2 separate regions of the Sus scrofa genome follow, and region 2 is linked to region 1. Evidence: chromatin contacts called from public HiChIP or PLAC-seq data. All regions are on one chromosome and are shown on one strand. Each heading gives the region's core, a stretch centred on a gene start, on an enhancer-like site or on the middle of the called end of the contact. The rest is flanking DNA. Distances are from core to core; before and after follow the strand shown.

Region 1 (4,488 bases), core at 705-3,204:
TTTTTGACTTTTTGTCCTTTTGTTGTTGTTGTTTTGTTGTTGTTGTTGTTGCTATTTCTTGGGCCGCTCCCGAGATATATGGAGGTTCCCAGGCTAGGGGTTGAATCAGAGCTGTAGCCACCGGCCTACGCCAGAGGCACAGCAACGCGGGATCCGAGCCGCGTCTGCAACCTACACCACAGCTCAGGGCAACGCCGGATCATTAACCCACTGAGCAAGGGCAGGGACCGAACCCACAACCTCATGGTTCCCAGTCGGATTTGTTAACCACTGCGCCACGACGGGAACTCCTTGGTTTTGTTTTTAAAGAATGTCCCTCAATCAGGATATGTCTGGTTTTTTTCTGGTGATTAGATTCAGGTTAAACACCTTGGGCAGGACCAAGTTCTTCGAAGGTGATCTTGTGTCCTCAGTAATACACCGCAGCACTGGACATAGTGAGTTTCATCAGCAATGATGTTAACTTTGATCACTCCTTAAGGTGGTGACTCTCAGGTTTCTCCACTGTGTTTTTCCAAGGTACCTTTTTGCCACTGAAATTAACAAGTAATCTGTGGGCTGGTCCTTTGAGACTGAATACCCACTTCTCCATCGACAAGCATTGCCTGAATCAATCATTCCTCTGTTTGTTGCAAAATGGTGATTTTTTTCAAACACAGCATTTGCTTTTTCATGTCTTAGTTGGCATTCCAGAATTATTTCCCCACCCCCACCCCCTAAAAGGGGCAGAGGTAGCACTCAAATCTGACCTCCTCACCCACTGAGCCTCCTAGCTTCTTGAGCTATAAAATCAAGTATGTTGTGGTCTCTGCACGTGGGTGGAAAAGTAATTTTCTAAATTTAAAGCAAGGTGTAGAAAAGACAAGTATATTGAAGCAAGAGACACTGTTAACACATCAGGTCGACTTCCTGATATTCAGGGAGAGCAGACCCTGGGGGCATGGTTGTGTCTGTTTTTATAGCCCAAAGACAAAGAAGCGGTCTTGCCATACACCTGAGGACCTAGTGATTGGTTGGAGAAGAATGAGGTCTTCTGATACACTTGCTGGTTGGTTGGGGAAAGACAGGGTCTTTGGATACACCTGCTGGTAGTTTGGGGCCATATGTTGCCCCTAAAGGGGTGGGGTAAGGAGTGGGCTACATACCTTTTCTAGTGGGGGGCAGGAAGGAGTAGGCCAGGTTGATCAAGGGGAAGAGGTGAGGAGTGGGCCACATACCTTTCCTAGTAGGGAGCAAGAAGTAGGCCAAGTTGCTGGGGTGGGGAGGTCCTTACGAACATTGTAACAGTTACAGTGAGACAGGTGGGATGATAAGGGTTTGGTAATTCTTATCTTGGCTGGAGGCTTTTTGAATTTTATTTCCTTGGAGAAACTTTGAAGTCCCACAAAGTAGGAAGGAGATGCCCCGTGTTGCTCTGTGCCCCTGCCCTCACCCCTCCCTGGGCACTTCTTCATCAACAGGTAGAATCATGTGGATTCCGCTCAGGACTCTGCTGTGCCCACAGCCCACATACTGTCCTCTCCAGGTGTTTAGGAAGCAGCTTAGATGCCAGGCATAAGCAGGGCAGTGGACACAGTCCCAGAGAGGGCACAGGCCTAGCCAGAGGCAACTGATCGCTCAGTGGGCGTGGCAGAGGTCAGCAGAACAGGAAGAGAAGGACATTAGCTGTCCCTGTTGCCTCTGCAGTCTCGGTATTTGCCAGCTGGGTGGGGCTGCCTGGGCAGACCTCAGCAGCTAAGTCCAGGGCTCAAGCTCCCTTTTTACTTTGTCCTTCTGCAGGCCCTAGCAGGGCTGGAACGCTCAGCATCTCATCCAGGGAACTGCAAAGAGCCAATCGTTCAATGAGGGTTGAGAAGTTAGGTCTCCAAGAACTACAATTCCCAGAACACACAGTGAACTACGGTCCAGCCCCAGCTGCCTGAGTGGCTGGCTTGTTCCTGGAACAAGGGAATCTCACCTGTCCTGGGAACTGAGCTTCCTGGCCTGGGCAAGTTGTGTTGGTATCTTTGTTTCTTGGACCTGCTCCTGCCTGAGAAATCCTGGTTACAAGCCAAACCTGGAGATGGTGAGATTACCCAGTTCTTTTACCTACACATATGTACGGAGACCCTGCTCTGTGCCAGTCTGGGGCTGGAGGTGGGGGTAGGGAGGCGGAGAACAGTCAGATGTAAGAAACTGAGGACAGAGGCTTGGGTTGGCTGGGTATCCCTTTGTAATCCAGCACATAGTATGTGCTCAATAAATATTCGCTGGTCAACCAACGAGCGAACAGGGCATCTTGCCCTTTCACCCTGCTTTGCTAGCTCCTACAGTACTGTACTCTCCTAAAGCGTGCTGTATCTTTCTGTCCGCCCTCTAAGTCTTTGCACGCGCTGTTCCTTCTACCAGGAGCACATTCTTTCAGCTTACTCATCAGTGTGTCTGTAGAGATAGGACAGAGACTGGCACGGACCAGGGGCACATTAAATATTTGATAAGTGGATGAATGAATGAATGCCCTTGTCCATTGTCCATCCAAGATGCAGGGACACTCGGGACCCTCCCTATTCATCTCAGTCTCCCGCCTGCCCGCTCGGAATGAATGCGTGTTTTTATCCACCCCGAGGATGGCCACGCAGGGGCAGGGGCAGGCCGGGCGGAGGACTGGATCTGAAGCTGCCCTTGGCTCCCTCCCGGATTTCCTAGCGGGTCCGTTTTCTGGACTTCGGCAGTTTTCATCCTCTCTGCGAAACTCAGTCTCGGTCTCCTGACTCCCAAGACTAGCCCCCAGCTTCTTACCAGCCACAGCACCCCACCCGGACACTCAGCGAACAGCACGTGGTCCAGGAGTCCCAGCTTTCCATTGGCCACTGGCCTCCTTCCTTCTCTGAGATTGGCCGGGGCCCAGCCGCAGCTCCCCCCTCCGCAGCCTTGCGGTGGTACAGCCCGCCGCGGCTTAGGAGGGGCGGGAAGATCCAATGCTCCGTGGCGCGGGGGAGGTGTCGTGAAGAGCCGGGCGAGGCTCAGGGATCCCTCTGGAATGTTTCCTTCGGTTCCACCCGGAGCGGGGGGCGTGGAGCCGATTGGCCGCGAACGCCGAGCGGCCGCTCCTGATTGGCCGGACGCGGGCACAGGCCCCGCCCCCTGGCTGTGCTGCTGGAGAGGCCCGGGCCAGAGTTTGCCGAGGGCCAAGCAGGGCGCGCGCTGGGAGGCGGCAATGCAGGTGAGTGTCCCCTGCGGGCGGTGCGCATCGCGGCGGCTCGAGGGACCCTAGCGCGGATCCGTGGGATCGCAGATCCACGGGGATCTGGCAGGTCCTACGAGGTAGGGCCGGCCCTATGGAACGAGGCTGGAGGTCTAGACTAAGCCAGGGGGTGCCGGAGGCCCCTCCCCAGCGGGCCGCCTGCCTTCCTGCCGGAGGAAGGAGTAAATGCCTCCCGCCGCCGGGATGGGCTCTCCAGCCGCATCCCACCTCCCTGCACTCTGGACAGTTCCCGTCCCAGAGGGGACAGGAGCGGGATCGGTATTTCTGAGCCCTGCCTGGGCAACTCTCCACAGCTGGCCTTTCTCAATCTTCCTGGGCCTAAGGAGGCTTGGGGAGGACCGAGGTCCCGATAAAAATAATGAAAATAAATAACCCGGCTAGCATTTATTGAGCACTTCCGTGTCAGCTATTTACCATGCCATATTTACCATTGAATCTAAACACCTCATGGAAGGTGCTGTTGCTTCTTTCGGAGCTGAAGCGGTAGACCCAGAGAGCTAGAGTGACTTGCCCAAGATCACACAGCTAGTGAGTGGCAAATCTGGGACTCAAACCCATGCCTTAGAGTCCAGAACAGGAGTCTCAACCACTAGACTAGATGCCCAGTGGTTCCAAGGCTCAGGTGTTTCTGACCAGCTCCTCCCACTCTACCCCCTCCAACCAGACATGCCATCTGGGCCACACCCGCTGGTCTTTGCTTTCACCAGCTGCTCAAACAGGAAGCTGCCCTCATGTCCCTTCTCCCCTAAACTGGAAAAGGCAAGGACAAAATATCAGGGTCTTGAGAAGAAAGTGACATCTGAAGGAGAGGTAGATGGGGGTGGGGGAGGCAGCACGGTGGGGTCCTGTGCCTGCTAGGCCCTCCTGGGAAGCCTGGGCCCAGGACAGTAGGCGTTCTCCCCGGAAACACCCAGGAGCCGGTTTTTCAAGACTGAATCAGAGGCCTCCCGGCTTCCTCTCCCAAGCAATACCCTGCTGAAAAGGGGAGCCTGGGTGTGGTGTTTCCCCACCACCCCCTACAGCTTGTATGAGCTCCCAGGAACCCCCTTCCCCACTTCCTGCTCCCCTCACTGCAACTCTGTATAACTATGGCTTGTTGAGTTTCATGCCCTTCCCAGAGAAAAGAGGGTGGGGATGCTGGGATTCCAGCGAATGTGCTCAATGCCCTGGGCTTAAACTCCTTTTCCTCTGTCCCTGTGTTAAGGTTTGAGGGGAGACTAGGAACATGGTGAGGAGGTGGCAGC
Region 2 (4,488 bases), core at 1,259-3,758, 560 kb after region 1:
ATGGGGAGGGGGGACTCTGACAATGGAGTAATCTCTGCAGGCAGCTAGGAGGGGGCTGGGCAGCCCCAAGTGGGAAGTGATCTCAGAATTACTGAGGGGGTATATTTATCAGGGCCTGAGGGTAGGTTCTGCAAGAGAAGGGGGTCTCCATGGGACAGGGGGGTCATGGAGGTTGAAGGCAGGGATGGGGACAGATAGGAGTATCTTGAGGATGAGATCCATATAAATGAGGGAGTTCTCTACTGGGGGTGTAGGACAGAGATCTGGAGTCTCTAGGGATTGAGATCTGGTCTGTTCACAAATGGGGTTGGTGGTGGAGGTGTAGCAGTTGGAGAGAAGAACGAGGATTGAATGCGGTGCCCTAATTGAATTGAGCTGGGAAAAGAGAGATACTCAGGCTTATGAGACGACCACTAAGCTTGTGAGAGGAGGAGAGAAACTGTCCCCGGATGGGATCAGCGCACTGAGGGCACCACTGGGTCTTGTGGGCTGAAGGGCAGGGCTGTGGGGGAAGGGATGGGAGTGGGTCATAGAGTTTGAAGGAATGAAATGGGAGGATGAGGGGGTGTCTTGGGATCAGGGTTAAGGATCTTGGCGATCTCTGGGGGTGTCTGCGATGGGGGCAGGTCCGGAGTCTGGGGTCTGGAGAGGGAGAGAAGGCACGTCGTAGAAGAGGCTGGGGGTGGGTTTCTGGGTCCCTCCCCACCCCCCTCCTCAGTCACCTGCTCGAAGGCCCAACTCTCGGCTACTCGCTTGGCGCTGAGGTCCAGCAGCGCCTCGGGTCGGCCCCGGCCGCGCACGGTCGCGACCCCGGCGTTGCGCTCCTCCGGTCCTGCGGGGCAGCCCCGGCTCCGCTTGGCCGCTGGGGGGTCCATCCGGCCGGGCCGGGCCGGGGCGGGGCCTGTTCGAGGGGGTCGGTCTGATGCTTGCTCCTCTTCGCCCGCTCCCGCGACCCCTGCCTCTCTTCTTGTCCTTCGTCCGCGCTCTGCTGACCCCGGACTCCCGCCGCACCCACCCCCGCCCCCGCACCGGGCCGGCGGGGTGCTGCGGCCCCTTTAAGACTCTTCACAACAATGAAGCTGCCTCGGCCGCCGCTTTATGCTCCGCCATCGTCCCGCCTCCGTCGCCAGTCCCCATTGGCACTCCCTTCGGCCTCCGAGGCTCTCATCCACCATTGGCTGCACCTCCATACCCGTCTCCAACTCCTCGCTCATCATTCGTTTCATGAGCTGCCTGTCTTTTCGGAACAACCCATTCAGAGCGCTCAGCGAGCGGCGCTGTCAATCACCGGGCACCGAAGACCAATCACAGTGGGAGGACCCCCTGCAGGGCCGGCCTGAAGCGGAGTTTCGGGGCGGGTCCTGGGTTCATTCACAACATTCTTTCCCCGCCCCCCCGGGGCTGGACAGCGCTCCCCGGGCAGCTGGGGCTGAGCCCACACACGGCTTTGTTTACTGAGGGTCGCTTCCGGGCCCCGCGAGGGGACAATCAACACGGCTCGGCCCGGGAGCGAGACAGAGCGGCGGGATCCCCGGGACAGCGGCTCAGCCCCTCCTCCCCCTGGACTGTGTGAGGTTAAAAACTCAGGCTCTCTGGGCGCCAGGTCAAGTTTTGAGGCTTTGCGAGACTTGAGGGATCACATGCCCTTTGGCGGAGCTCTTGGAGGCCATAGATCCCTTCTCTAGAAATAGAGCCCAATTCAAGCCCGTCCTTGAGCCCCAAGTTAAGAATCCCCAATCCATTCTTTGCCCTAAATATTACGTTGAGTCATATGAAATTACTGATTTTTCAATCATTTTTGATACACTAAATGGCATTTTCATTAGGTTTAACGTAATAAATGTCAAAGCTGACCACTTCTAATTGCTTTTTTCTGATTCACCTTGTCTGGGTCATATCTCTGACCATGACATGGGTGGTGGTCATCATACCTTATCCCCAGCGCACTCCCCCTACAGTTCTCCCTCTCCAGGTCCTTAGAGAACCCAAAGTTTCCTTGCCACTCTTCTCTCCATTACCGTTATTTTTCTTTATTTTAGAAGTTGTTTATTTTCTGTCTCTCCCCTCTCCATGGTGAGCTTCAAGATGCCGTAGTTTGTCTAACTGGTGCACTGCTTTACCGCTATCACCTGATCAGCTCCGGCCATAGAGCAGTCAATCTATATATAAATTATTGACTGAACCAACTCCAGCTTTGCTCCCATTCCACTGAAATGTCTACAGAGCAGGAAAAACTCAAGTGGCCTGATTGCCACCCCCTGCCCCACCCCATATGGAAAATCTGGCTTTTTCCTTCCAGGAATTTCCAGTTTCACAGCTGCACTTTCTGGCCAGTTCCCAACTCCCTCCCACCTGCACTGTCCAGTATGGTCACCACTGGCTACAAGTGGTCTTTGAGTCCTTGAAATGGGGCTGACCTGAATTGGGCTCTGCTATAAATGTAAAACACATTGGATTTTGGAGACATAGTAGGCACAAAAGAAGGCAAAATATCTCATTAAGAATTTTTATTTTTTGGAGTTCCCGTCGTGGCGCAGTGGTTAACGAATCCGACTAGGAACCATGAGGTTGCAGGTTCGGTCCCTGCCCTTGCTCAGTGGGTTAACGATCCGGCGTTGCCGCGAGCTGTGGTATAGGTTGCAGAGGGGCCTCGGATCCCGTGTTGCTGTGGCTCTGGCGTAGGCCAGTGGCTACAGCTCCGATTTGACCCCTAGCCTGGGAACCTCCTTATGCCGTGAGAGCGGCCCAAAGAAATAGCAAAAAGGCAAAAAAAAAAAAAAAAAAAAAAAAAAAAGAATTTTTATTTTGGGAGTTCCCATTGTGGCACAGCGGAAACAAATCCAACTAGGAGACATGAGGTTTCTGGTTCGATCCCTGGCCTTGCTCAGTGGGTTAAGGATCCGGTGTTGCTGTGAGCTGTGTGTAGGTCGAAGATGCAGCTGGGATCTGGTGTTGCTGTGACTGTGGCGTCGGCCGGTGGCAACAGCTCTGATTAGACGGAGCTCTTGGAGGCCATAGAGAACCTCCATATGTCGCGGGTGCAGCCCTAGAAAAGACAAAGAGAAAGAAAGAAAAATGGGGATGGTTGTCTCCATTTCTCAGATGAGGAAACTGAGGCTTAGAGAGGTGGAGTCTTTGCCTAAGCTCACCCAGACTGGGAAACTTGAGACCTATTAGAACTTGTCCTTTCTTTACTTTTCTTTCTTTGTTTTTTAGGGCCACATCTGCGGCATGTGGAAGTTCCTGTTAGGGGTTGAATTGGAGCAGCGGCAGCTGAGGACCTACACTACAGCCACAGCAACACGAGCCAGGATCTGAGCTGCATTTGCAAACTACACACCAGCTTGCAGCAACGCAGGATCCTTAACCCACTGAGTGAGGCCAGAGATGGAACCCTCATCCTCATGGATACTAGTCAGGTTCTTAACCAGCTGAGCCACAACAGGAACTCCCTAGAGTGTGCCTTTCTTGCAAGGATTTGAAGCAAAGATAAACTTATGGGGAAGGAGGGATGGGTGGAGGGAGAATTTCAGCAAAACAAGTCTTGCAGGTGTTTCTCTGGCAAACAGGACCCAGGGTCTGGCTTTTCCAGGTGGGCTCCTTGAGCATCTAGTATGTGCCTGGTCCTTATCCCTGAGGATGCTTCAGTGGGTGTCCTGAAATGGTGAAGCAGAGAAGGCACTCCAGGCTGGTGGAACAGAGGGTGTTTAGGAGAAACAGAGAATGGATCATCACATAGTGAGGCTGTTTTCTTTTATTCTCTAACAGTAGATACTAATATTGTCATCATCCTCATATCATGGATGAGAAAACTGAGGCACAGAAAAGTCAGATGACTTTACCAAGGTCCGGGGCAGGAGAGGGTAGGGCCGGCATTCAAGCCCTGGTGGGCAGGCTGGTCTTGTCACCTTGGCTGGGGATCAAATGTGAAGTTTGGGAAATACCAAGATTCTATTCAGAGCCCCAGATTTTACAGAGGAGGGGAATGAGGTCCAGAGAGGGTCAGAGAGTTGCCCAAGGCCACACAGTGATCTCTGGAGAATGTGAGAAGTCAGCCCCCTGGGAAAATGGGGGTGCCTCCAGGATGAAGCCTCCAGGCCTATTTCAAGTCTGCCCTCCTCATAACAGTCCTTTTAAGAAAGAGAGGTTGAGAGGGAGATTCCAGCTACCCCACAAGTCCTCGCTGCTCAGTGCAGCCAGTTTGAGCTTCAGGGAAATGGAACCACATTTATCCGGCCCGCCGCCGTGAGCTCACTGTCTAGGCATCCACAGCTCCTGACCCCAAACCCACGTGTCCTTGAGACCCACGGGAAACGGGGAGACCCTGGAGACTCACATGATGGAGGACACAGCCCTCGGCTCTGTGGCCACCCTCTGCTAGCCCCCTGCAGCACCTCAATGCCCCTGTTGACTCAGGCAGGAAACCAGCCGGGGCAGTTTCGCTTCCTGGTCCCAACACAGCCCCTCTGGCCTGCCCAGCTGGCGAGA

The links. HiChIP or PLAC-seq counts read pairs in DNA pulled down with a chosen protein or histone mark.
Region 2: an H3K27ac HiChIP or PLAC-seq map of alveolar macrophages shows a contact between it and region 1. The contact joins the promoter of ZSWIM4 here to the promoter of GIPC1 in region 1. A contact is called at or near these places in 1 of 47 Hi-C or Micro-C datasets (heart right ventricle) and 1 of 2 datasets of contacts at active chromatin or transcription factors (alveolar macrophages).

What each region holds. Positions count from the first base shown.
Region 1 is chr2:64,778,493-64,782,980 of Sscrofa11.1, forward strand. It overlaps GIPC1 (PDZ domain-containing protein GIPC1), which reads left to right and starts at 1,955. Exons shown (of 9, transcript XM_021083696.1): 1 at 1,955-2,065.
Region 2 is chr2:65,334,457-65,338,944 of Sscrofa11.1, forward strand. ZSWIM4 (zinc finger SWIM domain-containing protein 4) reads right to left here and starts at 2,509. Exons shown (of 14, transcript XM_005661247.3): 1 at 723-2,509. The coding sequence starts at 875.